Regions from separate parts of the Mus musculus genome. Here all the other regions are linked to region 1. Evidence: chromatin contacts called from public Hi-C, HiCAR-type, HiChIP or PLAC-seq and promoter capture Hi-C data. All regions are on one chromosome and are shown on one strand. The core of a region is the stretch at or near the end of the contact, and the rest is flanking DNA. Distances in the headings are between cores, read along the strand shown.

Region 1 (4,236 bases), core at 483-2,982:
AAAAGAAATATTTGCCATTGTGGAACCAAGTTACAGACAAACTTCTCAGATGTCAGTGCTTCACAATTACCAGTGACACTGGCATATGATCACACATGTTCAGATGTTTAGTTTTAGTATCCGATAAGGGACAGTAATTTCAATCATTCTTTTCATGGACACTTATCCACTACCTTACTATCTAACTTTTCTTCTCCACGCTCGCCTTCTATACTGTCTAGAAGTACGTATGTCTGGAGATTTGAAGATAAGTACCTGGCAAGTTACACTGTAAAGTATCTTCTCGAGGCCCTGCAAATGCTGAAACTGTTTTTCTGCTCTTCATAGAAACATCCTTTTTATAAACAACACTTGTCGATAGAAACGACTGCTACCCCAGCCTCATCGAAACCTCAACCAAACAAAGAAAACAAGGAACAAAAATGCCAACCAATACCAAAGTTCCTTAGTGTGTTCAAAAGGCGGGGAACTAGGATCCTCTGGAAGGGATGTGTTAAAGTCCCTGAAATGTGTAAATTTTCTGTCCAAGCTGCTGGCCTCATCTACTAAGTCCGGTGTTTTGTTTGGGAAATGACCCTGGTCTGAACTCAGTGCTGAGTAAGTGAAATGCTGGAGTTATCGATCTGTCCTGGGAGCCGCGTTCCAACTGCTCCCGCTGCACTTGCTAAGTCCACCTCCCTCCAGGAACTGAGCTCTGCAATCCTCCAAGTTCAGGCTTAAGCACCCCCTCACCTCCGAGGGACACCCCTGGGCCCCCACACGGTGTACACGGGAGGCTGACGTAAGTAAACTCTTCTTTTAATCCCGCGGGCGGTCTCTAGCCTGCTGTCAAAGTCGTCCCAAATACCCTCTCTGCGGAATGAGCCTTTTCTGGGGAGGCGCAACCCGCAGTGACCATTCAAGTGCACATTCCTCTGGGACAGGCCGCCGGAAGCCGTAGCATACCGGGCACTATTTTCTGGTGCTGCACTTATGGAGGGTTGGCCCGGAGGCTCGCATTATCGCGGTCCCCCCACTCTCGGTGTGCACCCTGAAGTTTCCGGTGAGCATTGTTCAGCAGCCTGAGCCTTGGTGGAGGCGAAAGCAGAGAGAAAGGGCACACGGGGCTAGGCCCCGACTGCAGCCTGACAGGGCGCCCGCCGCACCACGCTCTCACCCCGCCCGCGTCGCCCGCGGCCCACGAACAATGCGCCCGCCCGCGCCGCACTCACCACCCAGGTCAGCGCCCCGTCAGAGCCCGCGAGGCTGGACTTGGCCATGGCAGCGCCTCCCGTGCAGGCCAGGGGCTGCTCGCGCTCCGGGGACGCCGGGCCCGCCGCTCGCACTGACCGCTGCGCGCAGCACTCCTAGCCGCGCCCCATCGCGGGCCCGAGCCGCTGAGGAGGCCGCGCTGCCCGCCGCCCTCAAACTCGAGCGCGGCGCCCGGGCCTACAGAGTGGTCGAGGACTAGGAAGGGCTGGCGATGCGGCGCGGCCTTCCGGGACCCACGCGGGCGATTGGGATCGCGGATGAGGGACGAGGTTGAAGCGGGCCGGCTAGGACTCGCGAGCCAGAGCCCTGACAGGAATGAGCCGCTGCTTCTCCTCAAGCCACCGAAGCCGCAGAGTCCTCGCCGCGGTCGCCGCAGCCTCAAAGGCCGCCACTGCCTCAAAACCGCCCAAGCGGCGTCTGAACCGGTCCTCCGGAGCACAGTCCAAGAGGGACAATAAACAGAGCCGCCGTGGTGGCCTCCCTTTAGTCCGGCATAACACGGCACACACAGGCGCGCTCCGGGAGGGGGAGGGTGCGGTGGTCACCGGCTGTCAGTCAACCATGGATCGTCCAATCACAGCCTTGTCACTACAGTACTTCGACCAATCCCAAAATTTCAGGCCCCTAGGGGGGCGGGACCCGAGGGGAAAACGTCATTGCGGGTAGCAACTGAGAGGCAGACTTGGGTTTTTTGTTTGTGTCTGAGAGAGAGTGTAAGGGAGAGCGAGGCGAGTGAATGGGGTTTCCGTCAGAAGGGAGAGCAGGCGGCTGTCAAGAGTCATTCCGGGGCATCCAAAGGAGCCGGGAGTCCTGGGACAAGGGCTGTGGAAACCTCCGGACTGTGTCCTGCAGACTTGCCGCGAGGCCGCGGGGGGAGCGGGAGCGGGGGGGGGGGGGGGGAGGGTTGGGGGCAGGGAGGCAGGAAGCCCTAGCCGCCCCCAGGGACTGGGCCCCGGAGGGAGCTAGCGAACTGCAGACGGGACCGTGCGCCGCCTAGAGCAGCCGGACCCCGCGCTCAGGCCCCAGGTTGCTGCTGCATCCGCCCGACCCCCGACCGACCGTCTCTCTGCCTTGCCCCTAAACAGGGCAAGCGGTCTTCAGTGCCACCAGTTAGGGAACTTGGGGTGCTAAGAGTGCCCAGAGAACGTTCCCGGGAAGGAATGCGAACGGGTCAGGACTCCCTTTTCTGGCTACAGACCTTTCCTCCCAACAATGCAGACAGGTCCCTGTCACTTCTCAGCTTTCAGGTACACATCATGAAATAGACTTTTTTCGTGTGGAAGCTTTCTAAGAATAAAATTTGCAACGCCAAAGCTTTTGGCAGATGGAAGAGCTCTTGACTTCACCCAGCCTGTAAATGGAATTGCATTCAACAAGTTCTCTTTGGGCATACTCCCAGCCATGCTCTGTCAGGCGTGGCAATGGGTTTAAAGGGACAACAGCCTCCTCCGACGTCAATCTTCCAAGAGTGACTAACAGGAGGACACCACACCGAAGAACTTTACCCAGCTAGAGCTAACAACTTTCTGTGAAAGTATTTCCTTGAGTCTCTCCGGCAGCTGAGTGCTTCCCTTAAGGGAAACTTTGGGGTCACACCTCTCAATCGCTGCTGCATTCTGAATCCAAGTGGGGAGCTCTGAAACACGGAAATCATTTCAATGTAGTTCTTAATTAGCTCTCTGGAGACCGTGGAATTTCAGTTTATTTGGGGATTCTGACTAAGAACACCAAAACCTTTCTTTACTTTGAATCTAGTGTTAAAGCTTATAAAGCGCTAGGCAGGATCTAAGCTGGGCTGCGCCCCTGACTCTAAAGCACCACAGTCATGTTACCAGCTTTCCCAAGTCCATCATCGGGCCTTCTTACCTGGGGACTTATACTCATTTATGTATTGTGACTTTACATCCCTAAGTACCCAAATACTTCATGTTAGAAAACAGATGATTTTAAAGGTTGGGAATTTTACAGATAAATGTATGTATGCTTATATAAAAGCCAAGCTGTCCCTTTCTCTGATTTTGAGAGGTCTTGCTGTAGCTTAGGCTGACCTTGAACCCTTGATCCTTTATCTCAGGCTCCCAATCGCTGGGATTCCACGAATAACCACCATATTCAGCTCTTGTCTTCTTTTTAAAACATCATTTTAAAAACTCTTAAGCTTCAAATTTTGAACCCAAAATCCAAATAGTTAATTAGTAAAATTCATCTCCCTCTGATGCACTGTTTAAAAGTCATTGGCTTTATAAGTGTAAATAAACTTTTCTAATTATTGTTACTAACCTAGGGGCTGGAGAGATGGCTCAGAGGTTAAAAGAACTTGTTCCTCCTCCAGAGGACCCTGGTTCAGTTCCCAATACCCACGTAATAGCTCAAGACTTTTTTGTAACTCTAGTCCAAAGGATCCAATGGCCTCTCTGGCCTTCTTGAGCACAAGGCACACAAATGGTGCACAGATATACACACAGGCAAAACAATTGTATACATAGTTTTTTTTTTTAATTCAGTACACAAAATTAAATGAGCAAATGAATATTTTAAAGCAGACATTTGTGACAATTAGGTAAATCCCAACTGCTGAAAGACTTTTTATAATAAAACCAGTTGCTCAAAATTTGACCACAGAGTTTCCATCAAGAATACTGTTCAGTAAGTGTATCGTAAGCAGAGATCCTGAGTCAGACCCATGCAGGTTCTCTGGCTGTTGGTTCAGTCTCTGTGAATTCCTGTGGGCCCAGGTTAGGTGATCCTGTAGGTTTTCTTGTTGTGTCCCCCTCTTCCCCCTACAACCCTTACCTTATTTCTTCTTGTGGGACACCCAACAGTGGTAGTGGAGGGGGTGTCTCTGACATTTTTGCCTGCTTTTGGGATGATTTTCCTCCTACTGGGTTGCCTCTTCCAGCTTAATATAAGGGGAGGTCCCTGGTCTTATGGTAACTTGATATGCCATGATTGGTTGATATCACTGGGAGGCGTGCTCTTTCCTGA
Region 2 (4,236 bases), core at 901-3,400, 1.7 Mb after region 1:
CAGTTCTTAGGTCAGTCAATTTGGCAGCAGTCATCTCTCCAGACCTCTTTGCCTGCATGGATCTGAGTTCAGCTTATCATGTTTGTGATATGCATTGAGACAACTTTCCAGCCCCTAGATATTTTACAATTTTTTTCCATTTTTTATTAGGTATTTAGCTCATTTACATTTCCAATGCTATACCAAAAGTCCCCCATACCCACCCACAATTATTTTTATTGAAGAATTTTTTATACAATATATTTTGATCATGTTTTTTTCCTGTCCCAACTTCTCCCAGTGCATCCCCACTCCCTACCCCCTACCCACTCAACTTTATGTTCTCTCTGTGTCTTAGAAATAAATAAATAAATAAGAATAAAAAATAAAAATAATAGAAAGAAAACCTCCAAAAAAGCACAAAAATGAAAATCAAACAGGCAGAAGACCAATAAGACCAAAAAAAAAAAAAAAATCCAAAAATACAACTGAGTTCCTTTAGTGTTGCCTGATTATCCCTGGGCAGCCAGCCTTGCCCTGAAGTGTGACTGATATGCCCAGTGATACTCCATTGGAGAAAATTGATTTTTCTCTTGCTGGAGTATATCAATTTCAAGTAGTTTCTTGGTTAGGAGTGGGCACCCATATTCATTTCCTGCTTGGCTTACACGTGTGCACATCTTGTATGCTTCACCAAAGCCTAGATATTTAATTCAGCACATATAAATTGTACAAAATAGTGGCCTTCCTGATACTTCTGTCCCTAGCTCCCACACACGTTGTTTATTATATTCACACATCTGTTGTCTTCTCTTGTTCCTCGCTTTCTCATCCACTGCTCTCCCCCCACTTCTGCTTTCGTAGCCTTTAAAAACAAATCACTTTACATATGAGAGAAATCATGTGAAAAGTATCTTTCTGAGCTTGGGATATCACACTAGACATGATCTCCAGTTCCATCAATTTTTCAGCAGCTGATCACTTCCTTCTTCCTTGTGGCAGAATAATAGTCCATTGTGTACATGTAACACATTTGCTTTGTCCACTGGTTGATAGACATGTGGGTTGGTCCCATAGCTTGCCTATCGTGAACAGAGCCATGATAAGAACCAGTCACACCCCTCTCTATAAAAGAACTTACTCTGCAAAACAAATAAAATAAGCCTAAGAGTGTATCAGCTGAACAAATCTTCAGATGGACTAGAAGTCAAATATCAAGACGTGGGTTTCCATTCCCCATAAAAGTGGGGGGTGGGGAGGGGAGTAGAGGTGGGACGCTTTGTGCCTGTGTTTCCTCTTCAGTCCCTTGGGTAGAATAGCAGAGAGGAGCAGAGAATGCTTGGGAGACAGTATTATGATGCATTCAGTGAGCTGTGCAGAATGATCTACCAAAGTTTAACAAGTCCTGAGTAGACTTTCAAGTGCAATAGAAGTGGCTGGTAATTTCAAAATTAATTTGGCAATAATGAATCTTCAGGTATTAGTTGAACAGTTGACCAAAGAGTGATCTAGGTCTCCTAATGAAATAAACAAGAAAGCAAGAAATACCCTGGCCAGTAAAATGGATATGATAATAATAATAACAATAATAACAGTATAAACAAAAAATGTAGCTGCAACCACATTACCAGAGAGGAAAGCATCCTTATTTACTTACTCAGGCAGCGTTCTGAGGGAGGAAAGAGGAAAGCTTGTCTGCTGACTGTGCTGCTGCAAGCCGAGTCAAGGGTTTGAAAACAAACCCTTCAGGAAGTAAGCCAATTAAAGCATCATTTCCTCAGATGTTGAAGTTCGTAAACAAAATTTGACAAAAAATGTAAATAACACTTTAGATTTTTACATCCTCTAAAGTAGTAGAAATAATTGATGTCCTGTGGTAAAAATGAACCAAGAGCTCTCTCGCACACACAAACACACCTGCCCCATGTTGCCTCCCCTTGCATACCTTGCCAACATTGTGACCTGAAAAGTGGCAGAGGTCCTTTTTCTTCCCCTTTTGTTGAGCAGTAAATGCCAGATGGAGCTTTGTGAGCACTGAGTAACACCCTTGGCATGAAATCCACCGGGAAACTTTCCACGTTGCTATTGCCTCCCTTTCGATGCTTGTGGGCCAAATGACCGGCAAGAGGAAACTGTCTCTGTGGCCGCTCATGCACAGCCCTGGGTACCTAGTGAAGCTAGCAATAACTTCCCGTTCTTCCCTGTCCTTACTCCAGACACCATGCTTCAACTCAGCGTGGGTTGGTTCCTCTAGTTCCTCAGGATTCATGTGGTAACCTCAGAGGATACAAGCCAATCTCCATGTCAAAACAAGCAAGGACTTACCATTGTCATGATGGAGAGGGAGTAGGCAGGTCTTGGCCTGCATCTTCTAGGTATCCTATGCAAGCTTCAGACTGCTGGTATCTACCTCCATCAGAGACCACTTCCCTAAACTCAGGAAGATGTCTCTCCCTGTGCTTAAAGCAGGCTTGAGTTTAGGCCACCCAGCAGTGGCTCTTGGCATGACAGAAAATTCTTAGAATGGGTTTCAAAGCCAGGACCACTAAGATCTCTCTCTCTCTCTCTCTCTCTCTCTCTCTCTCTCTCCCTCCCTCCCTCCCTCCCTCCCTCCCTCCCTCCCTCCCTCCCTCTCTCTCTCTCTCTCTCTCTCCTTACCCCCACAAGCTTTTTTTCACTTTTAGAAATGCAATAATAAGCCAAGACTCAGATTTGTTAAATGTAGTAATTTCACAGCATCTGAATTCTTTTTACAGCTTCTCTATGCTCTTGACTTGTTCAGCTGAATGGATGAGCTCTGCTGTAAACAGTTTTAAAGAATGAGTCTCCAATCATTTTTAATGCATTTTGAAGGTTCCACCTCTGAGTCACTGCTCACAGGTGTTTTTCGTAGTTAATCGTGGTAGCAGTGACCTTGGCTCCTCTAATCTCTATATTCAATTAGAATACACAATATGAACTGTGGCCCAGGATTAAGAAACAAAACTGATTTTTTTGAGACAGGATCTTATTACACAGACTAACTTCCAGTTGGTCCCCAGAGTGGTGTGACTATGGCACCATACCACTATGTTTTAGTTTTAGTTAATTTTCATTTTATTCTGTACTTTTTCCTTACTACAATGTTTTTTTTTCTGTAATTTTTTTGTTTATTTCTCCTTTTTTTTCTGAGTGACAAAGTGAATGTTAATACTTTTTTTTTAGTTCCTCACAGATTAATGAACTCTTCTTTGCCTGATAGTTCATAATTCGCATCCTTTCCAGAAACTGTCTGGAGTTGGAGAAAGCCACCTTGATAAAGATCACAGAATTTCCAGGGGACTGCAGTAACTCCAGAGGCCTGGGCCCTGCCTCAGTCTGAAGGGCTGTCCTGCACAGCAGCAATGTCCTTCCTTGTCACAGTGCTGCTTCTGAGAGTTCAAACCATGGAACTTCTGCAGAAAAATCTGAGTCTGGATTCCAGGAATGTTCCTAGAACTTCTAAATAAAATGAAAGGACCAAGACAGGTAGAACGTGCTGAGACTGAGGCTTGGTGGTACAGCTCCTGCTGAGTGGTTTCGAGGCCCAGGGCTCTATCCTGGCATTGCACAGAAAGGGAGAAAAAAGAGGAAATGAAAATAAAAGTGTTTTCATCTTCGGCTGTAGCTATTGCTCAGTGGTAGAGTTTATGCTGTATTTGCTTAGCATGTATGAGGTGCTAGCTTTGACCCCCACATACATAGCTGTCAGCTATGTCTCTCTTCAAGTCGTATATAAAAATGGTGTCATAAAAATCAAGAGATACCATGCATATTTGTCTATTTTACTAACAAAAACTTAGGAGAGAAATAAAATACATATGTATTTGCTTGACACACAAAATAAATGTAACGGCCCCTCAAGTAGGAAAGGAAATTCACGGGTGTTTCTTGAATTTTTTATTACTTTTTTTTAAATAATAAAGTGCCATTTACACTCATCTCATAATTGAAAGATTATGATGCCTTTTAAGTACAAATAATTGTGAAGATTTTTTTGGACTGAAACATTTCACCTCTCTCTGTCTCTCTGTCTCTGTCTCTGTCTCTCTGTCTCTGTCTCTCTCTCTCTCTCTCTCTCTCTCTCTCTCTCTCTCTCTCTCTTGTGTGTGTGTGTGTGTGTGTGTCTTACATTTGGAAGCTAGAGGCCAATGTCATTCCCTCAATGACTAATTATTCACCTTTATTTTCTTTGGACAGAACCTGGAAATGACTGATTCAGCTATGCTGTCTGGCCAG
Region 3 (4,236 bases), core at 1,101-3,600, 1.7 Mb after region 1:
TAACGGCTACTCAAATATTTTTGCATAATTATAAACTTAAGGTGGTATATAAATATGAATTTTAGTCAACTCTTTTGGCTAGGCCAGTCTATTGTGAAGTAAAAGTTGCAACTGAGCGCTAGACATAGTGGCTCATGCCTATAATGCAAGCACTAGTGTGGCTAAAACAGAAGGATTGTAGCAAGGTTGAGGCCTGCTTGGGGACGATGTGGGTTCCTGTCTAGAAAGAAAGAAAGAAAGAAAGAAAGAAAGAAAGTAAGTTAGTTATAATTGACAAACATCACAGTATCTCATTTTTATGTTTTCACTTACCAAAGTAAAGTGAGCATGTTTCCACCTTCCAAAAAGCAGAACGCTCTCCACTATTTTAACCTATTGTCACTGCTGCTTCCAGACTAGAAGCAATTTTATTTCTGTATTATAATTTATTTTGTATTGCTGTTTTGCTTGCATGTATGTCTGTATGAAGGTGTATCTCCCCTGGAAGAGGAAGTACAAACAGTTGTAAGCTGCCAAGTGGGTGCTGGGAAATGAACCTGGGTCCTATGAAAGAGCAGCCAATGATCTTAACAACAGAGCCGTTTCTCCAGCCCCTTATTTCTATTATTACTTTCTGTAAGTTTATTATTGCCAAGTTTTATTCTCCCAAAGACTTAGGGTGTATGACCTTCCAAAATACTCTCCTATCATGGTACTAATACCAGAACTGAGTTCCTTGCCATCTGTTTGTCCCCTATCCTGTCCCTTATTGTAGACACACACCCACACCCCTCTGAATGAAGCTTCTATCGGAAAAAAGTGCTTCTACTCTGGACACTACAGAATAAGTTCTCAATAAGCTACTGCACAGAATGCATGCATGGATGGATGGATGGATGGATGGATGAATGGATGGATGGACGGATGAATGGCAATAGCCTTACTGTGTATGACGACTTCTGCCTAAATAGACTGTGATAGAGAATACAACATTTTTACCCAGGTTTATGAAAACTGATACTGTTTACTGTTCAGCTGAAAATGTGCAAATAAGGTTAAGAACAAGCAACAGTGTATTTGACAGATAGTCTTGGAGAAGGTCCTGAAGGTTCATTCAAAGGCCATAAAAAGAATCCTAAGGAGTTTCCAGTACTTCATCACTGTGACCCATCAAACCCATAACCACTACAGAACTTCACAGTCTTAAGACCGAAGTTTTCCTTTATATTTAAAGAGTTTATATTTGAATACTGTGAAGTAATGAATGATCACCGCCCACGGCCTCCACAATAACTTTTAAAGTAACGAGAGGAGGGAGCCTTAAGGAAAATTCTACCAAAAAAAAAAAAAAAAAAAAAAAAAAACCGGCAAAATGTCCTTTTCCTTGTTTTGAAAAGACTGGAAAATTCATCCCTGCAACCTTCCCTCCCATTTCACTGGTCAGAGTAAAAATTGGAAGTAGGAAAATTAGTACCACCACATCCTTTGAGTCAGAGACTCTGAAAGGAGAAAGCAGTTTCTTCTGTAGGGCACATACACGTTCCTGTTTCTAGAGAACGGGCCACTTGTGTGCCCCCCGCCCCCTCCCCCGTTTAAATGAGAGCCCAGTTTCTGCGCGTCCCAAGTCCGCCCTTACTCAGGCTGCTTGCACTGGGAAAGCGGGATCGGCTGGACTGGGGACGCGCGGCGCAGAGCACTGGGGTCTCTCTCGGTCCATTCTCTTTCTATGGAGCCCGGAGGAGGACACTGCACTCACGGTGCTTCTCCTGGGCCTGCGACCCAACACGCCACAGAGCGCCGGCCCCGACGGCCGGTCCCGACTCCGGCCACAGGCTGAAGGCGGCGGCGGCGGCAGGAACAGCAGCCTGGGCTGAAGGACGGCAGCGTCCACGCGGCGGGAGAACACGGCTCCCGGAGCCGCGCGTCTGAGAGCCGGGCACTGCGGCGGCGGACACGCGTCCTCGGGAGAGGCGTCCCCGAGGGCTCGAAGCCGGCCGTCCCCTGCGACCCCCGCCACACAAAGGCGACGGCGGCGCGCGGCCGCCAGCATAGGCCGCCGGCAGCCCCGCCGCGACGCCGCCTTTGTCTGCGGGCCTCGGCCTCCCCGCTCCTTACCCGCGTGAGTAGCGGTCTCATCTGCTCGCCGGCCCCGTCTGCCTCCATGGCCCGCCCCGGAGCTCTGAGAGGCCGCGACCGCAGCAGAGACGGGCACGCGGAGGGAGACCCTGTGCGGAGCGCTGGCCGCCGAGAGCTGGCCCCGGAGTGCGGCGACCGCTGCGAGCGCGGGACGTTCTCCGGGAGAGAGAGGCAACGGCGTGCCGCGAGGACTGAGACGGGCAGAGGACGCGGCGCGGAGGAGGCAGCGGCGCCCGGGCGGGGGCGGGGCGGGGGGCGGGGCTGGGGGGCGGGGGCGGGGGCGGGGGCGGGGCGCGCTCCGGCACGCCCCCCCCGGAGCACGCCCCCTGCCTGTTAGGCACCAGGTCCGGCGTCGAGCGACCGCCTCCAGTGGCTAAGGGGCTTGGAGGTAGGGCGGAGACAAAAGAAGACAGACATTCGTATCAGCCAATCAGCAGCTCGGAAGGGTCTGTCGCCTCCCCCGCCCCCCAGGTCAGTTTCCCGGAGGCCCCGCCCCTCTTTGTAAAGACTTAATTGACCGAGGCTGAGAGTGGAACTCGGTTTTTCGAATCGGAAGTTCTACAGACTTTCGAAGTGGAATGGGGTCATCACCCCATTCAGCTCCTCACCACGTGTTTTACAAGCAGGAGAGAAACAGGACGACGCCAGATTCATTCTCTGCCTCTGCAAGTTTCTCTCCTAGAGGTAACTCTATCGTGGACCCTGTAAAAGAGGGGATACATTTAGCAACTTGCCTAGTGCACTCCCTGCACTGGCCTAGTTCCACAACCTGTCCCACTCTTGGGTCGACCCTATAGGTAGGGTGCTTGTCTACTATCTACCTGGGTGTGGAGGTGATGGTCTCCATCACAAATGGACATTGAAGGATTAAATACATTTCTGTCCCTCTGTGAAGGTGTGTCACTTGTGGTGTGCTTATCACTATTGTTAACAGGTTGTTGATAAAGACAATAAAAGAGCCGGGCAGTGGTGCCGCACGCCTTTAATCCCAGCACTTGGGAGGCAGAGGCAGGAGGATTTCTGAGTTCTAGGCTAGCCTGGTCTACAGAGTGAGTTCCAGAACAGCCAGGGCTACACAGAGAAACCCTGTCTCAAGAAAAAAAAAAAAAAAAAGACAATAAAAGGTTGAGCTGAGAAAATCTAAATTCGATTATGAAAGGAAATACTTATCATCAGGTCAAGACTCATCCCTAACCCATTATCAATAAATAGCAAAGTGTACTGGGTACTGCTTTGGGTCCCAGACCCCTCCTGGCTTTGTTCTAAATTTCCCAGAGAGGTACAGGGCAGGCTCACACACGACTGTCCAAGAACAGGTGTGCTTCCATTAATAACAGCTACCATTTGAAAAGATCTAGAATTACAGACAGTGACATTTTGCAAATATGGCCCCTCTTTAATCCACACAATACTATAAAGTATATTTGTGTGTGATTTGACTGTGTCCCCTAAAAAACTGTATTGGAAACTTAATCCCCAATGCAATGGTGTTGGGTATTTAGGACACAAGGCCTTTAGGAGTTCATGAGCACATTATAAACCATGGGTCTGGAACTGCAAAGGTGTCCCTTGCTCTCTCACAAATGTCCATCAGACCTTCTGCTCTCAGATTCGGGTAGACAGGAAGAAGTCTCTCTCATGAAATGCAGTCCTCCCACCATCTTCAGAGCTGTGAGAATTTTTTTTTCTTTATAAATTACTCAGATTATATCATTCTATATAACCACACCAAATAGAGTAGGATAGTGTTATGTTCCCATTTTACAGATAAAAGAAGTGGAGACTTGTAGAAATAAGTAACTCGGGGTTCTACTATGTAGATTTCTTTTGTACCATTCTAATACCTCACTATAATTTTAAAAGATGTCAGTAAAGAAAGAGAAGTGAAGGGCTGGAGAGATGGCTCAGTGGTTAAGAGCACTGACTCCTCTTCTGAAGGTCCTGAGTTCAAATCCCAGCAACCACATGGTGGCTCACAACCATCCATATTGAGACCTGACGCCCCCTCCTGGTGTGTCTGAAGATAGCTACGGTGTACTTACATATAATAAATAAATAAATAAATCTTAAAAAAAAAGGAAGAGAAGTGAAAAGAAAATGAAAGGGAATAATTGATTGATC
Region 4 (4,236 bases), core at 495-2,994, 1.6 Mb after region 1:
AGTCAAGAGTCTCTAGGATACCTGCTAGGGTATCTCAGCAGAAGCAAGAGGGCCAGGAATTCAAAGCTAGCCTGGACTACATGAAATAGTACCTCAAAAAATTAAATCAGCAGGGACTAATATCCAATATATATAAAGAACTCAAGAAGGTGGACTACAGAAAATCAATTAACCCCATTAAAAAATAGGGCTCAGAGCTAAACAAAGAATTCTCACCTGAGGAATACCGAATGGCAGAGAAGCACCTGAAAAAATGTTCAACATCCTTAATCATCAGGGAAATGCTAATCAAAACAACCCTGAGATTCCACCTCATACCAGTCAGAATGGCTAAGATCAAAAATTCAAGTGACAGCAGATGCTGTCCAGGATGTGGAGAAAGAGGAACACTCCTCCATTGTTGGTGGGATTACAAGCTTGTACAACCACTCTGGAAATCAGTTTGGCGGTTCCTCAGAAAATTGGACATAGTACTACCGGAGGATCCTGCAATACCTCTCCTGGGCATGTATCCAGAAGATGTCCCAATAGGTAAGAAGGACACCTGCTCCATTATGTTCATAGCAGCCTTATTTATAATAGCCAGAAGCTGGAAAGAACCCAGATGCCCCTCAACAAAGGAATGATACAGAAAATGTGGTACATTTACACAATGGAGTACTACTCAGCTATTAAAAAGAATGAATTTATGAAATTCCTAGGCAAATGGATGGACCTGGAGGGCATCATCCTGAGTGAGGTAACCCAATCACAAAGGAATTCACACAATATGTACTGATAAGTGGATATTAGCCCAGAAACTTAGGATACCCAAGATATAAGATACAATTTGCTAAACGCATGAAACTCAAGAAGAAGGAAGACCAAAGTGTGGACACTGCCCCTTCTTAGAATTGGGAACAAAACACCCTTGGAAGGAGTTACAGAGACAAAGTTAGGGGCTGTGACAAAAGGATGGACCATCTAGAGACTGCCATATCCGGGGATCCATCCCACAATCAGCTTCCAACACCATTGCATACACTAGCAAGATTTTGCTGAAAGGACCCAGATATAGCTCTCTCTTGTGAGACTATGCAGGGGCCTAGCAAATACAGAAGTGGATGCTCACAGTCAGCTATTGGATAGATCACAGGGCCCCCAATGGAGGAGCTAGAGAAAGTACCCAAGGAGCTAAAGGGATCTGCAACCCTATAGGTGGAACAACATTATGAACTACCCAGTACACAGGAGCTCTTGATTCTAGCTGCGTATATATCAAAAGATGGCCTAGTCGGCCATCACTGGAAAGAGAGGCACATTGGACTTGCAAACTTTATATGCCCCAGTACAGGGGAACACCAGGGACAAAAAGTGGGAGTGGGTGGGTAGGGGAGTGGGGGGGGGGAGGGTATGGGGGACTTTTGGGATAGCATTGGAAATGTAAATGAGGAAAATACCTAATAAAATATTTAAAAAAATTAAACCAGGACAAAAATCAAGTAAGAATTTAAAAGTACAGTTGTATACCGGAAATGAAGCACAGCACTGAACTTCAGAACATAAAACCTCAAGGCTGTTGCTTCCGACTAACAGCCAAAGAAGTCATGGAGTAGCATACAAAGTATTTTTGTAAACCCTAACTACCAAGCAGGAAGTCACTGTGAGAAGCTGAAGATTGACTTTGTCTTCTGTAGGATATCAAATGTGCTTCCTATTTTCTACTTCTCCATAAACTAAGTGTAATACTTTGCTTTCTTTTGCTCCATAAGGCAGTATGACACCCTGGCTCTGGATGACAGATGGTTACTCCAAACATAAGGCTCCAGCATGCACTGTGCACTAAGCATCCATGACCCCACAGACGCTCCACTGTAAGGGTAACTATGGGGGCTGAGCCATGCTTCATTATCTTGTAATACAGTTCAATCCTAGGAGACTTACCCATTTTATGTTGTTGTTTCTTTCCTTTACTATCTTGAAATGAATGTCTAAACTACGCCAAGTAAAATGCATTGAGTCCTAAGAATAGCATAAAGTAAGAAAAGACTGGAGAGTAGGCTCAGTGGTTGAAAACATTTGCAGAGGTCAGAATGCAGTTAGTCAATGAAGACCTTTACGTGGGCCATGGAGGGAAAAAGCAGAAGCACAAACTGTTTTGCAAGCACTGGAAATGAGAAAGACAAGACTGACAAGAGAACTCACCGTAGATCAGGGAGGCAGTAAGCACTACCACAAGAAACAGCCCTAAGCGAAGGATCCCCCTCCTGGTAAACAACAGTCACAATAGTCCTATGTGTGGCAAGTGTAAACTACCTCTCCCAAGTGTAACTGAACTTTCCAAAGCTATATTGTTCTTCATCTCACCCCATGGCTTAACAATTTTACAATGAGACACAAGAAGTTCTTCATATGAAAAACAGGAGCGAAGTCAATCCAAGTCAAAATAAAATTAGTCAAGAAAAACGGGCCTTGAGCAGAGAGATGAGTGTTATCAAGAAAATGTTAACACACCACAGGGTAAAGTTTCTACGTTTAAAACAGAAAGCAAAGTTGGACCGGCATTTAAAATAAACATTACCTTCAACATTTCCCAACTATAAAAAACATTTTTTTCTTCTCTTCCCCCCCCTTCCTCCCTCCCTTCCCGGCCTCTCTCTCTTCCCCCTCTTACACAAGAGCTGGGTGCAGGAGGCAGAAGCCACTCACTTTCCGTTCTCCAGCCTCAGCTTAAACAAAAAACATTTGCAGCACTCCTAACAACAAGGTAAAAAACAACAGCCAAGGCCGTGATATGTAGACTTTTATTGCTCTTTCAACTTACAATAACATCTACAGAAAATAGTTTTCTCTAACAATTAGGAAACAAATGTGAAAGGCAGGATGGTTCACATTATAGACTCAGGTAGAGACTTGTACTTCATATAGATGAAAAATATCAGGTCTACAATTTGTTTAATTGACTTTGGATTTTATTATAAAAGAAAATACCATCGCAATTATAAATGTCATAAAAATTGTAATTGTATTGAGAAGTTACACCAAGGTATCAAATATTATATAAATGGACAATAAATTTAAAATTTAATTTAAGCCTAACATAGTAAACATTGGAAGACACCTTACCCCTACAAAGCCAAAACCAAAGGAGCAAAAGAAAAGCTACAGAACAGAAACAATCAATGTGCAAAAAATGATTAGAAACCAGAGAACTGGGGCTTACCCTCTAAGTACATACAGGTTAAAAATGTAAAACAATCTTTATGTGATTCCTTTTGACCATTTACTTTCCAGAAAGTTAAAAGAGACCTTACAATGATCACATCTTATGATTAGAACACTATTTTAAAAGTTGAATGCAGCTTGGCTTTAAATTTACTTTCTAAAAATAAATAATTGTTGGGACTAAATGAAGACAGTTCATGTATTTGCACTACAAATGATAACAATGATGGAATCTACATAAATAAATTTCAGACATGTAAGTTACTTAAATAAACACTCTGAATTACAATGTTCTTTTAATGGCTCACATATCTGACTCTGTCAGGACACACATGCAGAGCTGCACACACTGCTCAAACTTCAGAAAGCTCTGGCATCACACCTCACTGTCAGAGACCATTCTTCTTTCTGAACAATTTTGAACGTGCCTTTGTGAAAGGAAAGCCAGAAAGCGTATACTCAAGCCAAGCCTTCCAGCATGTGGAAGAAACAAACACTTTGGGGATGAAAACAAGAGTTAGTGATTCTCAGCAGTAAACAAATCTTTATAAATACATGCATTAACACACAAAAACATTTCATCCTACATGTCTTAGAGAAAGCTTGGCAAATCTGAACATTGGTATGCCACGAGTTTTAAAAAAGTTAAGAGAGTTAAGAGTGATTTCATACACATACACAAACACTCACACAATATTTTAAAGACCTTGTACTTTAACTTTTGCATATCTAATATTATTAAAAATATATATAGAATCAACCCTTTAGCATTGGGAAGCTAGTTTACTGTTTTCTCAAAAGCTCCTACTTTAGATTGAAATAGCAATAGAAAGGAAATAAGTATCAGATAGTTTACACCAGGTTTCATTATAGTCTTTGTAAACGGACATCTATAAATAAATAAAATATGGTGGAGGGAAGAACGTCCTGAGGTGGCCCCATGGCCGTGGTGTTCAGTAGCACTAAGCTCCGTTTGAAAATCAAGGCATCTAAGAAAGTGCAGGGCTGTGTCTCTGAACTTATTCTGTAAAT
Region 5 (4,236 bases), core at 737-3,236, 1.5 Mb after region 1:
TAATGTTATAACCCCTTAATTCAGTTCCTCATGTTGTGGTGACATAAAATTACTTCCTCACTACTTCATAAGTATAATTATGCCACTGCTATGAACTGTAATGTGAATATCTGATACTCAGAATATCTGATATGCAACCCCTGTGAAAGGGTCTTTTGACCATCAAAGGGGCCACAACCCACAGATTGCAAACCACTGAAAACATAACCTTTTTATAACTAGGACCAAATTGCTTAATCCATCATGCCTTTCCTTGGAGAAGAATGCCTTCATTGAATCCCCATTAATGTAAATGCTCTTTCTCCAATTTTTCAGACCACAGACTCCTGTCCCCCACTACTTTCTTGCCAAACATCCTAGTGTCAGAGCTGTGAAAGCTCTGCGGGGATGCGGGGATGCACTTTTGTTTTCATCCCATGGATCCCTTTACACTTCCTTATGCTGAAGTTAGCATCTCTCTTGGACTCCTCCTTGATCTCCACCACTGTGTGATATGGTTCACAAACTTCAATTCTACAAACATCCTTTTCAAAATTGTTGCTAAGCCAACTTAACACCTTAATGTTATTGTTTTGTCAGATTGTAAGCAACATCAATAAAATCACTGTCTGTTAAAGTGAAAACTACTGTGTGTCACCTAAACTCTCTCCCAGAAGCATAAGACCACAAGCAGCACAAGTTAGGCATTCCTGAGATAGGAGGACTCAACAGGTTATTGAAATCAGCTCTACACATCTGCCTGTTAAATGTCTGTTACCACTAAACCAACATTCATGTATTTTACGGTACACACTGACATGTGGGTGTGTGTGTGTGTGTGTATGGTGGTGGGGGAGGGGTGTTCCTGGGAATACAGAGTCCAGGACCCAAGGTCTTTCTCTGAACTGCATCTTTAGCACCTTAAAATGAATACTTAATCCATAGCTTACAATACCATACCACCTTGTGAGTCTGCATCCCATAAATTGCTATATTCAATTATCTCTGACTTACAGAAAATGCTGATTTCATATTATTCTAATTATAAAACCTTACAATACAGATGGATTTCGCTTTAACATTAAAGTTAAGTGATGCACTCAGCTGGAGTAGAATTGAAAAGTAAAAACCTTCATATGCTGCACCATTTATTGATTCCTTGTGTTGGTAAAGAACATAAGAAGATAAGTAGAGAAGCCATTTTAGGCTGGGTGCATAGTCTTACGACTTATAATGACATGTAGCTTGAGTATTAAGCTCTGAACTTGGAGAGCGACTGATGACACACAGGGCCATGTAGAACCTCAGCACTCTAGGGGCCCACTCACCTTGTGGGCTCCACTTGCAGTAACCCATTCTCTTTGGTCTTTCACAGCAGCAAGTTTTTGAAAAATATCTATTAAAGAAAGAAATCATTCAAAGGGAGATCGAGAAACAGCTGTCATGAAACTCTGGCTCCTCAGAAGTGACAGGAAAGAGAAGAACGAGAGAGTGGGAGCAGAGACCCACAAAAGGAATAGTGGAGGACAGGGCTGCCTAGTTCAACTCTAGAAGCTCACCTAGTATAGTAAATCTGCAAATAGCACAAAAGCAAACTCCCCGTGCATTTAAAGTTGAACAGGTTCCTGAACCTTATTTATTACAAGGTCATGGCATGGACTTAAAAGACCCTACTCATTATTCCAGCTTACAAAGAGATGGGAGGCCAGGCAGAACATAAGACCTGCACCGAGAAAGCTGTCCTCAAAGGAACATCCTGGTGCCCAGCATCTCCCCTGCCCCTAAGAGCCACCGTAGGCCCAACCAGCAAAGCATGAGAAACCAGTCTATCCACACAAGTACAATGGGCTTGTGCTGGCACCCAAAGCAGCAGGAATCCTGTGGCTGACCACACCTAGAGGGACTGCAAGGGGGAGGGGTGGGTGAAGGGCAATAGGAGAGAGAAGGAAGAGAAACTGGTCAAGCTTTCTGAGGAAGCCAGAAGAATGTCTGAGATGTCTCACACCCTGGCCACAGCTTCCACATTGCTGTTTTCAGGGGAGATTCTCAGTTTTCCTTTTCATGTTGTGGGTAGTCTACATTATATGAGCTAGGCATAATTATTACCCAATTTTAGAAGCAAAAATCCCTGGTTCTGACATTTTCACAGAAATCAAAAGGTTTTCTTTCAATGTCACAACAGATGTCGCTTTTATGAAAGACTTCTTCCTTGAAACAAATATGCTTGCCAAAGAAAGAGCTGCCATGGGGAGATGTGGGGACATGTGATACCATTGGCACAAAGGCACACACCATGTGAGTGGAACAATAATAAGAGCAGCAGGTGTTCTTTCTCCCAAGTCCACGAGATTCTTTGGGTGCCTGGCAACAATGCTTACACGTCATATTGACCAGCTTGTCCACACAGTGCTGCTCCTCAGCGTAGCCCAGGTACTCGTTGGCCACGATCTCCATGTACTGCATGAAAGACCAACCCAATAAGCCAGTCAGAAAGCCAGCACCAAAAGTACATAGGAAACAAGAGTGCAGGTCTTAGGATGAGCCTAGGATGGCAGAGAGGTAAGTAAGAACTGCTCAGTACTCCTGGGCCTGTGGCACTCAAGGGTGGGACACAGGACTTAGTGATTCATGGTTTCTTCCTGAATGCCCCCAAAGTTGAAAGAATTCTGAAAGCTCTCAAAAATCCCAGAATGACTTGAACTGAATAGTTTCACGGTGCATCTTATATAAGATATACATAGTAACCTGATTCTTTGATTCACCTTGCAGCAAAATGTTTAAGAAATAGGCTCAGAGAAGCATAGACAGTGTGAATGCTTATGTTAAAGTGGTGATGTCCTTTACAATATATGGACATGGACTTCACTCAGTGAGGTACATCTTCAGTTAGATTTCTCTTTAAAAACTAAACAAGGGGGCTAGAGAGATGGCTAAGAATACTGGCTGCTCTTCCAGAGGTCCCGAGTTCATTTTCCAGCAATATGGTGGCTCACAGCCATCTGTAATAGAATCTGATTCCCTCTTCTGTGTGTGTGTCTGTTCTAACGCAGATCACTCATATACATATAAACAAACAAACAAACAAATAAACATTTTAAACACTGAGCATGAATCACCTTCCCAGGATTTAAGGTGACTCTGTTCAGTCTCCATAGCTGTGACAAACACTGAGAGAAACAATTTAAAGAAAGTGAGGCAGAGAAAAAATGCTCAATTCATGGTAGCATAGAGAATGGTAGGAAGGGGCTGGAGCAGGCATCTTTCTGTGGCCCCTTCTTCTTCCAGCTCAGTCCTGCCTCAAGGTTCCCACTGACTCTCCATATAGCAGCACAGTTGGGCACCAAGTATCAACACAGGAGACTGTAGGGAAATTTTGTATTCAAAGGTAACATTTCCACTAGGCATGATCTTCTATTAATCTAGCTCAGAATGAGTTCTCAAGACCGAGTTTAGCATAAATCACTTTTTGCTGGTCTGTTAACACAGGACTCAACATTCAAGAAGCTGAAACAGATCATTTGAAGTTTTAGTCCAACATGGGCTACATGGTGCGACAATTTCTCATGTAAGGATAAATGAGCAAAATAAATAAGTAAATAAAATAGCATGATGTGGATAGACCTGTTATTTAGCTACAAGAGGGGCTGAGACAAGAAGACTGCAAATTTGAAGCTGCCTTAGTGAGATCCATATCAAAAGTTTAAAAAAACAAAAAGTAAACATAAAGGCTAGGATAGAGTTTGGTGGTAGAGTACTTGTCTAATCTCTTATCCTGAAAAAAAAAAAAGCTAAAATAAATTTTAAAGTAAGTAAATAAATAAATAAATAATCACCTTTCTTATCTCCCAGTCTTGGGAGACTGGGAATTCCAACTCAATGACATGCCCTAAAATTGTTTTTTATTCTCTCAATAAGCAAAGTTGTTGAATAGCTGCTCAGCCTATATAATCACCTGTTAGTCATTCCTCATAACAAAATTTAAGGTACTATAAGACATGAGAGGAGTTTCTTAGAAAATTGTTTTTAAAGCACAAAAAGCCTAAAACCAAGATCTTTCCTTATATTATCTTGAATTTATAAATATGTAATGAAGGGTGGATACTTTGTAATGACTTCATATTTCCTTACATCATGTAAGTGATCTGGCCAGCCAATGCTGGCTATTGACAATAATCTTGTCATCATTAACTTAAGACATTTGACTTTAAGAGCTTTTTAAATGTATTTAAAAACATGGCAAAAATTTTTAATGTGACT
Region 6 (4,236 bases), core at 707-3,206, 1.5 Mb after region 1:
GCTGTTTTTTGGTTTGGTTTGGTTTGGCTTTTTGAAAAAAAGTTTGGTTAAGGCTAGCACCAACTTACTATGTCACTGAAATTGGCCTTGAACTCCAGATCCATCTGCCTCCACCTTCCAATGTGTGCAAACCAATACCCAGCTCAAAAGTTAATGAAATATAAAAGTTCATTTCCTCAGCCACAGGGGCCACATTCCACTTGCCCAAGAGTATCATGTGGCTAGTGCTTACTCACTCCACTGGACAACTCAGAGAAAACATTTCCATCTATGCCAAAAGTTCTACTGACAAGCACCACCACTCTGAAATGGGGTGCATTTCTCAACTGACATTCAGAACTTCTTCAGTTAAAAAGTTGAAGACTTTTATACTTACTAACTGTCACTTTGTCCTTATCTCCCAGCATAATGTTGTTTGGCGTGAGATCTCTGTGAACAATCCTCTTCTCCTTGTGCAGATACCGAAGAGCTAAGCACAGCTTGAAACAAGAATGGAAGCAAATTTGATTCCTGCCATATACGTAACCAACAGTGTATCTCTAAGGTAGCTCAGAACTTTGTTGTATAAAGAAAATTTCAATGAAGGGTGTAGTGTACCTGTATAAATATTTTCCACAGTCGCTCTTCACTGAAATGGTGATGTTTTTCCTTCAAAGAATTAAAGTGCTCTCCAAGTGGGGCTCCTTCTATCAGCTCCATAACGATATACAACCTGTCATCTATGCAAAAGCAAAAAGGAGTCACAGAAATGTAAAGTCAGTATAAAGCCCTGGAAAACCTTCACAAATTAGAACCCGGGCTTTCCAAGGAGTGTTGGAGCACAAAACGGAAAACTTAGTGTCAGGATCCACTGAATGCTGGCAGAGCACAGAGCTGCCCTTGGGGCAGTCACAGCCTAGCAGCAACTTCCTCTGACTCCAGACTTTCTCCTCTCTGGCAAGCATAATCATTTTCTGCTTATACCATAGAATGCCTGAACCATGTCAAAGACAGTAAGCCAACTGTCTCAAGTCACGAGGCCTGCCTCTTAGTACCTCGGATCAAATAAGACGTTCAGAAAACCGCATTATAAATTGCATTTTGTATGGTGACATAGATTATGTCATACAAACTTACCCACGGATCACGCTATGATGTTGCAATAACACAGACTAAAGCACCTACCCATGACAGAGATTACTGCTAGGCCCCTCTCGAGTAGAGAGACCTGGACTCTGATTTTATGTTAGGGTTTACAAGGGTTTAGCACTGTTTGGGTTTTTGGTTTTCTTGTTGCTGTTTTTGTTCTCTGAATACACTCCTTTAAAGCCAATTTGAACTACTAATAATGATATGTGACATGTGTCTTTTCTGACTGTTGGACATACACAAAATACACACATACACAATCTGCCTGCAAAGGACAGACATCTCCCATCCTGCCCACTGGCTTCTCCACCAGTCTCACACTGCAGCATGAATGTAAGCACACTGTTCTTCCTGTTGCCTTTCACAGGATTGCAAAAATGAATAAACCATATAGCATCTCTCTTACGGACATTTATAGATTCCCAAGTTTCACCATTCCAAGAAATACATATTGCCTGCACTATGCTTAGCTGTTTGTTTTCATTTTCTCAAATTATAGTCTTCTTCATCATAGTTTATAACTTGGTAATATTATACATATTTTAAGTTTCCTTCAATTTATTTTGGAAGTCGTCAGGTTAAGTGTTTTGTTTTTGTAATGACTTGTACTTACTTCAGTCTAAGTCAGGAACTAAATCTGATAGCTTTAATTACAGGAATAATCCCGATATTAAGAACTAGCACGTAAGGAGGAAGGAGTCCATCTAAATCACTTAAAGAAGGGAAATGGGTAAAAACATAGCAATTGAGCTGCATACAGAACAGCTTCTGTTTAGTATTGAGACAGGGTCTCTCTATGCAGCCATGCCCAGCCTGAAACTCACTATGTAGATCAGGTTGTCCTCAAACACACACAGTCGGCCTCTGCCTCTCAAGTGCTGGGATTAAAGGACTGAGTCACCATGCCCGGCTAATACTTCAGGATTTTATGCTACAGATGGTTAAGTTCAATACTTCCTTCACTTGTAAACAAGCGACTGAGTTTGGCTTTGTTTGACTGTGCTCTCCATCCCACAAGCAGGAAACAAGCCAGCCAGCCTGCAGGCTCAGCCAGGACTCTGGCGCCACCTGGTGGCATCTACTGAAATTTGTGAGAAAAAAAAAAAAAAACCTTGAAGGCGGAGTCCAATCCATTTTATTAGGGGTGGAAAATGCCACTAGATGCTGCTGTGAGCTTGCAAAAAGAAAAATAAAACATCATGCTTTAGTTCTCTTTTCTCTTTTTCTTCTACAGTTCCTTTTCTGTACAATAATTTAATTATTTTTGTTTATTCACACTGTGCCTCTATATAATACAGATCAAAATATTTTAAGTATTCTCAGGTCATCAATTAAAAAATTATTTTACTGCTTAAGAAAGCAATGCCTAATAATAAAAGCCAGTAGAAAATAGCTGAATGGGTTTATTTTCTGCCAACATAATATAAATGTATATAAATAACAAACATATGTTTCCTTACTTAGAAAGCAATTCATACTTACTTTCCAAAAATGTTTTATAATAACGTACAACATTGGGATGATAAAGCTGTAAGAAAACAAATAGCAAACACTTATCAGACTCTTCAAAACACAAGCTTTTGTACACTGAAGTTTCATCTAAGACTGCCAGCTGCCATTTAAGGTTTTAAATGACTTTTTTAAGTTAATGAAAGAGACAGTGTCCTCCATGCCTTTGTGAACCAGGCTAGAAGATGCTGCACTTCCTAATGGGCAGTGGACAGGTTTAGGACTGATCAGTTCCTTAACGATTCCCTTAGCATGCTCTGCCCCAGGGTTGGGCCTCAGCTACACAGGGAGGGAGAAAGTTCTAAAAAAGAAAAATGGTGTAAAATGTCTCCAACTATTTATTTAGAATGTAGTTTCTAGGTAAAGTGTCTTGTTTCAGAGGAATTGCCATGATGTCTATAAATGGTTTGTGCCTCTGAGTGTCCCTCTGAGTGGGGCCCACGTAGCTGCTACTCACACCAACCCAGCGGTCTCAGGGTTATCAGCAGCAGAGTAGCCAGGATGTGGCTTCCCAGGCAGCAGTGACATTTGTCTGTCCCTCAGCCCTGGAAGTGTCCTTTCTGCTGCTTTTCCCACTTGGGATGGGAAGGTGTCACCAGCAGTTGCATGGAACAGGGAATAATGCCAACTTGTGCCATTCTCTAAGCCTGGTAGTTCGAAGCCTCTGTGCTGTGCTCATTGTCACCTCTTAGCAGACAGGGTCTCTCACTCCCGTACCTATGGCTTCTGTATTCCATGACATCCTTCTTTTTGGTTCAGGTGGCTCCCACAGGAGGGACAATCTTCAGTGACATCAAAATCTAAACTGTGGCACCCTGATTGGCCTCTTCTGGACCCTTTTTCTTAGGAAACGCACTTAAACAAATTAGCACCCAAATCAACTAGCAAGTGGGGACAGGATGAGTTTCTGAACGGATGGGATGGCTTCTTGCGATCTAATCCATTAGTGGTGACTTTTGTTGTAACTTAGTGATGTCAAACTATAGGTTTCAATGAATAAAGACCATGTTTGTGACACCAAGCAAACATGACTGCAGGGCGCAGTGAGGCTGGCAGCTTCCTAGAACTTAGAAACAGAAATGCACAAACAAGGAGAGCTGGGAAAGGAACCAGCATCTTCTCGGATTACAGAAAGAATTCCCATTTCTCGCCTGCGCTCCGTTTTCCTCCAATACTCCTTCATAATGACAGCTAATTGAGCGATTATGTCACATATTCATGATAATAAAAATAACCCAGAAGACAGTGGGGCCCACCCCTAATCTCAGCACTTAGGACAGGGAGCCAGGAAAGGGGGGGGCGGGTCCTGAAGGTCAGTCTGTACTACAGAGCAGGGCTAAGACCAGCCTAGACTACACAAGCCTGCTCTAGAAAGGGGAAATGAAACAAAACCTACATTTTAGATTTAATAAGCCAGACTTGAGGGGTGTCAACAGGTTGGCTTTAGCTGACTGAAGTTGGAGGGTGGTCTTTCTCAAATTCCCAGCACTCCATTAAGGGTGTCTTTCTCCTGTTCCTATGCAGTAACTCAGTAGCTAAGCATACATGGTGTGTTCTGGTTTGTAAGCTCAACTGTTTTGCATCCAAGGCCCTGCTATA
Region 7 (4,236 bases), core at 735-3,234, 1.4 Mb after region 1:
AATACTATCACTTAAGGATATGAGGGCATTTAAGGAGGAGAGGAGGAGAAGAGATTGGGGGATCAAATTATCTCCAACAAGGTAGCTAGACTTTCCTCATACTGGGTCCTTCAGGGACAAGACAGAGGGTTTATATGACTTCTAGGACAAAGTGGGTTTCCTGTCTCCAACTCATGTCACCATAGGTAAACAACTTTCTTCCCATTTGTTATAACAATTTAGATTCTGCGTGTGTGAAGAGAAACTTTTGTTGTACCCAAATATGGAAAGGCTGCAGAATGTTGAAGATAGGAGGGCTAAGTTCATTCTGTCCCCATAGATGATTAAAATGGTGGCTTTGCATGGTCAAGTGATGGTTTCAGGTAGAAAATGCAATTTAGGGGGCTCACTGAATAACCTTCTCCAAAATACTGGGACAGATGCTTCAAAGGCAGGCTGCAATATACATATTTTAAAATTAAAGACATTTATTCTTACGCAAACATGTAGTTACAAGGAAAGAGCTGTATCAGCCAGCCACCTGGAGCTAATAGCCACAAAAAGAAGCATGGGAAACAGGGAAGGTGGACCCATTTGGTTGAGCATTACCCTTTAACAGTAGGCAAAGATCAGGGAGCAGGGTTGGGATGAAGACATCTCTCATGGATAGGTGTCTACATGGAGAACACATACCTTCTTAATTTCAGATTTCAGGTTACATGGGTTGCTCTGCTGACTGAACAGGGACTTCTTGAATCTCTCTATAACCCTTCTCTTCAGATCATGGTGCAGAGCTGGAGGGAGCTGCAGAAAGCAAGAGGACAGCCATTACAACCAACTCCTCCACAGTGCATCAGCCCCTACAGGAAGCACTTATATGGGGCCAGCACAACAGTACATCCTCAAAACCTAAGGAGGACTCTGAGTTAGCAAATTATATGCTATAGTTTTCATCCTCTGCATAGAGGAGTGGCTCTGCTTTTTTATCTTGTCACAGTCACCCTTACTGATACCACTCTCACATAACAGCTATGCACATGCACATTCCATTTAGTAAAGCGCACCCTTGACAAGGGAGGTACATTCTATTCATGTGTAGGCGTCTGTCACATGCCGGAACCACACCAAGCACCTAAGTGACAGCCTTCAGAAGATCTGATACTTTGGACCAGGAAACACAAAATCTTGACAGCTATGTGTCGGCCTGTGTGTCTTCCTGTAACAGTTCCGCTAGACAGAAACAAAATCCTAGGGGCCACCATTCCCAGGAGAGCATGGATTGGCATGCATTATGACCTCGATAGGATGCTGTGGACTGCATACATATATAGGCAGTCACAGCAGAGTCTCAGAAAAGGGGATTTAAAACAACCACCCAATTGCAGGGCTTGGCAGGCAGGAATTGCATGGGAAATCAGAGTTCTGGTGGCACAGAGGGTGAGGTGAAGTCTGGGAGAAGAATACCACAAAAGAAGTAGGATCAGAATTATCAGGGGTCTCCATCTCAATAAGCTTTTTTTTTTTTTATAGCTAAACATTAAAAGGAAGAGCTGAGGAGAGAGGTGGGTTGGGGTGAAACAAGTGCTCCCAATTAAAAAGAAAAAAAAAAAAGAAAGAAAACTATAAACTCCAACCAAATGATGACCCAGACAGGCAGGGACACTGCAGAGATGATCAAACTCAGCTCTGCTTCACCACCTGGGACTTCAGTTGGGTTACTACCTTGTAACTATCTGGAACCAATAAAAATATGTGTACCACCATGAAGGAAGTCTGATTCAAAGCCCTCCAAATTCACGATTATTCTTGCCTTTCACATGGACTAACAGAGGAATATGTAAGGCGAAGAAGACAATGAAGTTTTTAGCATTGGTCTCTTTGCAAGGGAAGGGGTGGAGCCCTGAGAGGATGGAGACCCAGCCTAGAAAGACAGGACTTGGTGATTCCCTATTGTTTCCTGCCAGAAGGCGCCACCTCCCTGAAGCAAACAGCAGAGGGCAGTGGTGCGCTAGGTCCCGTTAGCAACCTCCCAGCTTTACTGCAGCCGTCTGTGAAAGGAAGGGCCTCACATCCTGCTGGCCACAAAGGCATATTGAAGATGTGGTCACCAGTGGACTCAGCCTAACACTGGAAGGCATCAGAATAACTGTCACAGAGATCTTGACAAGTCTTGCTATTTATTTAACTTGATAAGTCTCTGGTTAACTTGGAGGATCGTCTATTGCCCCTGAATTCAATGGAAGAAACACTTGAGCTCACTCCAGTAAGCTCACATCCCTAAGATAGGCAGTGCAAGCAAGCTACCGTGTCTCAGTGAGATAAATACTGTTAGCACAGTGTCCCATCCATCAATCTTTCAGTAAGAATTGAAAACTACGTAAAATGGTGATGGCTCATTTATATATGAAGTACGTATAACAACATAGTCAGTATAAAATCAGAACCAAAACGCACAGCTCATGCTTGCCAGATACTGTGAGCACTCCTTTGTGCTTGCATTCTTGCAACTCTCCCACAGCAAACTTGCAAAGCAGGTTCTGTTCCTAGGTAAGTAAAGGATGGGTCACACACCTTCCTTTTGAGGTGTGTTTGTATCAGCCTTATCCCTAAGCCAACACCACTAGCACAGGGCTGCCATACTGTACCTCACAGCTTATAAACATTCTTATGGACTCATTACATCTGACACACACACAGCCTGCAAGAACGCCCATTTTCTTGAAAAAGAAAATGGTTCTAGAAAAGATAATATGTTCTTCAGTTCAAACCTGGAAATGGTTTTTCTTGTACCACACAAAGTAATTTTAAAAAAAAAAAAAGAAGAAGAAGAAGAAGAAGAAGAAGAAGAAGAAATCCTGGTCGGCATGTCTTCTCAAACTTACATCAATATGAATTCTTTCCAAAACCCTGCATTCCCTACCTAGTTATATATTAGCAAGGCACCAGCAATTTGCAGGGCTCCACTGGATAAATAGTAGACCAAAATAGCACTCTATTCTATTTTGACATTTTACTGCTTAACATTTTCCCCCAAATGTTAAAAGCAAATGTTCTAAGATTACCATTTAAAGAAATAAAATCTCACACTTCTCTTAAAATTTAGAGTCCCTAAAACCAGATTTGGTAGGAGAAATGGAGTCATGCTTTGTACTGCTGCTGCATAACACAGTATGGCTGCCTGAGAGCCTGGGGGGCATCTGCTGCTGCTGCTGCATAACACAGTGTGGCTGCCTGAGAGCCTGGGGGACATCTGCTGCTGCTGCATAACACAGTGTGGCTGCCTGAGAGCCTGGGGGACATCTGCTGCTGCAGCATAACACAGTGTGGCCGCCTGAGAGCCTGGGGGACATCTGCTGCTGCAGCATAACACAGTGTGGCTGCCTGAGAGCCTGGGGGACATCTGCTGCTGCATAACACAGTGTGGCTGCCTGAGAGCCTGGGGGACATCTGCTGCTGCAGCATAACACAGTGTGGCCGCCTGAGAGCCTGGGGGACATCTGCTGCTGCAGCATAACACAGTGTGGCTGCCTGAGAGCCTGGGGGACATCTGCTGCTGCTGCTGCTGCATAACACAGTGTGGCTGCCTGAGAGCCTGGGGGACATCTGCTGCTGCTGCTGCTGCTAGCACCCCAGTGATGGGCAATCCTCCCCAGTCTTCCTATCTCTTCTCGTGGATACAGATGTATTGTAATTTTTTAAGTTGTTAGATGATGACTTCAAAGCATTTGTTTAACAAACTAAATAAAGTATAGTAGAGAATTAAAGCCACTCAGATTCCTTCAGCTCTGAGGGTCTTACCTATGCAATAACTACAAAGTAACATTTGAGCATTAATCTCCAGCTGCTCAAAGACACTGATTTCCAGCATCTGAGATGAAGTACTCATTGCCTTCTTAGCATGCTGGCATTAAGACTGTCTTTGCAGGTTAAGATGTACAATTGAAATAAGAAGTCTAACATCCTGACTTGTAGAACTATTACCACGAGATGAGTTTTGCAGGTATGTCTGTGAAACTGACATGTTATGTCTGTGAAACTGACATGTTAAGCATGGAAACTGGACAGGAACAGAAGCAAGGTTTTCATCAGTTTCTCCTCTGGTCCTCAGGAGGAGAGTGGGAAGCCTTAAGTTAATTATACTTTGACAGGCTTCCTTTGTACAACTTGTTCCTCTGCACCAACATATCACCTCAGCTGTGTTCTCTCCTTCCTGTGATGACACTGGCTGTATTGAGCACTGTGTGTTAGAATTCCCAG

What was found. Promoter capture Hi-C pulls out the DNA fragments that hold promoters and counts their contacts. A called contact is a pair of places that touch in the nucleus more often than the background predicts. HiCAR-type assays count read pairs that join an accessible place to other places. HiChIP or PLAC-seq counts read pairs in DNA pulled down with a chosen protein or histone mark.
Region 2: a contact with region 1 is called in a promoter capture Hi-C map of pre-B cells. The contact joins the enhancer-like site here to the promoter of Top2b in region 1. A contact is called at or near these places in 6 of 39 promoter capture datasets (the 3T3-L1 cell line, the C10 cell line, liver and 3 more), 1 of 484 Hi-C or Micro-C datasets (B cells), 3 of 115 datasets of contacts at active chromatin or transcription factors (forebrain, large pre-B cells and stem cell-derived neural progenitor cells) and 1 of 9 other capture datasets (adipose tissue).
Region 3: a HiCAR-type map of astrocytes shows a contact between it and region 1, with 8 times the contacts expected there. The contact joins the promoter of Slc4a7 here to the promoter of Top2b in region 1. A contact is called at or near these places in 9 of 39 promoter capture datasets (the C10 cell line, cranial neural crest, hippocampal neurons and 6 more), 11 of 484 Hi-C or Micro-C datasets (B cells, CD4 T cells, cerebellum and 5 more), 7 of 115 datasets of contacts at active chromatin or transcription factors (astrocytes, double positive thymocytes, large pre-B cells and 4 more) and 2 of 9 other capture datasets (adipose tissue and liver).
Region 4: a contact with region 1 is called in a promoter capture Hi-C map of neutrophils, with 7 times the contacts expected there. The contact joins the enhancer-like site here to the promoter of Top2b in region 1. A contact is called at or near these places in 4 of 39 promoter capture datasets (hippocampal neurons, liver, neutrophils and 1 more), 5 of 115 datasets of contacts at active chromatin or transcription factors (acute myeloid leukemia, astrocytes, large pre-B cells and 1 more) and 1 of 9 other capture datasets (liver).
Region 5: a contact with region 1 is called in a promoter capture Hi-C map of hippocampal neurons, with 4 times the contacts expected there. The contact joins the enhancer-like site here to the promoter of Top2b in region 1. A contact is called at or near these places in 6 of 39 promoter capture datasets (the 3T3-L1 cell line, the C10 cell line, cranial neural crest and 3 more), 4 of 484 Hi-C or Micro-C datasets (embryonic fibroblasts, embryonic stem cells and regulatory T cells), 8 of 115 datasets of contacts at active chromatin or transcription factors (T-cell acute lymphoblastic leukemia, VIP interneurons, differentiating embryonic stem cells and 5 more) and 2 of 9 other capture datasets (adipose tissue and liver).
Region 6: a contact with region 1 is called in an H3K27ac HiChIP or PLAC-seq map of double positive thymocytes, with 13 times the contacts expected there. The contact joins the enhancer-like site here to the promoter of Top2b in region 1. A contact is called at or near these places in 14 of 39 promoter capture datasets (the 3T3-L1 cell line, 3T3-L1-derived adipocytes, the C10 cell line and 8 more), 2 of 15 datasets of contacts at CTCF or cohesin (large pre-B cells and pro-B cells), 29 of 484 Hi-C or Micro-C datasets (the Ba/F3 cell line, the C10 cell line, CD4 T cells and 20 more), 14 of 115 datasets of contacts at active chromatin or transcription factors (VIP interneurons, astrocytes, differentiating embryonic stem cells and 10 more) and 2 of 9 other capture datasets (adipose tissue and liver).
Region 7: a Hi-C map of stem cell-derived neural stem cells shows a contact between it and region 1, with 2.4 times the contacts expected there. The contact joins the enhancer-like site here to the promoter of Top2b in region 1. A contact is called at or near these places in 9 of 39 promoter capture datasets (the 3T3-L1 cell line, the C10 cell line, cranial neural crest and 5 more), 5 of 484 Hi-C or Micro-C datasets (adipose-derived mesenchymal stem cells, cerebellar granule neurons, cerebellum and 2 more) and 8 of 115 datasets of contacts at active chromatin or transcription factors (SST interneurons, astrocytes, embryonic forebrain and 5 more).

Annotation. Positions count from the first base shown.
Region 1 is chr14:16,362,702-16,366,937 of GRCm38.p6, reverse strand. Top2b (topoisomerase (DNA) II beta) reads right to left here and starts at 1,732. Exons shown (of 36, transcript NM_009409.2): 1 at 1,212-1,732. The coding sequence starts at 1,259.
Region 2 is chr14:14,684,280-14,688,515 of GRCm38.p6, reverse strand. No RefSeq gene overlaps it. Among named protein-coding and RNA genes, the nearest start is that of Slc4a7, 17 kb to the left of the region's middle. Within about 2 kb of position 2,150, at least 56 of the 459 cell types and tissues checked have an H3K27ac peak or open chromatin away from gene starts, as enhancers often do. A contact at or near this core is called in B cells, adipose tissue and pre-B cells, where this site is marked.
Region 3 is chr14:14,701,139-14,705,374 of GRCm38.p6, reverse strand. It overlaps Slc4a7 (solute carrier family 4, sodium bicarbonate cotransporter, member 7), which reads right to left and starts at 2,350. Exons shown (of 26, transcript NM_001360504.1): 1 at 2,095-2,350. The coding sequence starts at 2,142.
Region 4 is chr14:14,798,474-14,802,709 of GRCm38.p6, reverse strand. Slc4a7 (solute carrier family 4, sodium bicarbonate cotransporter, member 7) reads right to left here. Exons shown (of 26, transcript NM_001360504.1): 26 at 2,767-4,236. Among named protein-coding and RNA genes, the nearest start is that of Nek10, 20 kb to the left of the region's middle. Within about 2 kb of position 1,744, at least 42 of the 459 cell types and tissues checked have an H3K27ac peak or open chromatin away from gene starts, as enhancers often do. A contact at or near this core is called in acute myeloid leukemia and neutrophils, where this site is marked.
Region 5 is chr14:14,840,986-14,845,221 of GRCm38.p6, reverse strand. Nek10 (NIMA (never in mitosis gene a)- related kinase 10) reads right to left here. Exons shown (of 35, transcript NM_001195229.1): 7 at 2,358-2,436; 8 at 1,308-1,375. Among named protein-coding and RNA genes, the nearest start is that of Nek10, 22 kb to the right of the region's middle. Within about 2 kb of position 1,986, at least 32 of the 459 cell types and tissues checked have an H3K27ac peak or open chromatin away from gene starts, as enhancers often do. A contact at or near this core is called in hippocampal neurons, where this site is marked.
Region 6 is chr14:14,861,876-14,866,111 of GRCm38.p6, reverse strand. It overlaps Nek10 (NIMA (never in mitosis gene a)- related kinase 10), which reads right to left. Exons shown (of 35, transcript NM_001195229.1): 19 at 2,611-2,656; 20 at 598-719; 21 at 377-479. Among named protein-coding and RNA genes, the nearest start is that of Nek10, 43 kb to the right of the region's middle. Within about 2 kb of position 1,956, at least 64 of the 459 cell types and tissues checked have an H3K27ac peak or open chromatin away from gene starts, as enhancers often do. A contact at or near this core is called in brain, cerebellum, cortical neurons and 10 more, where this site is marked.
Region 7 is chr14:14,983,214-14,987,449 of GRCm38.p6, reverse strand. Nek10 (NIMA (never in mitosis gene a)- related kinase 10) reads right to left here. Exons shown (of 35, transcript NM_001195229.1): 31 at 673-783. Among named protein-coding and RNA genes, the nearest start is that of Gm46441, 42 kb to the left of the region's middle. Within about 2 kb of position 1,984, at least 15 of the 459 cell types and tissues checked have an H3K27ac peak or open chromatin away from gene starts, as enhancers often do. A contact at or near this core is called in stem cell-derived neural stem cells, where this site is marked.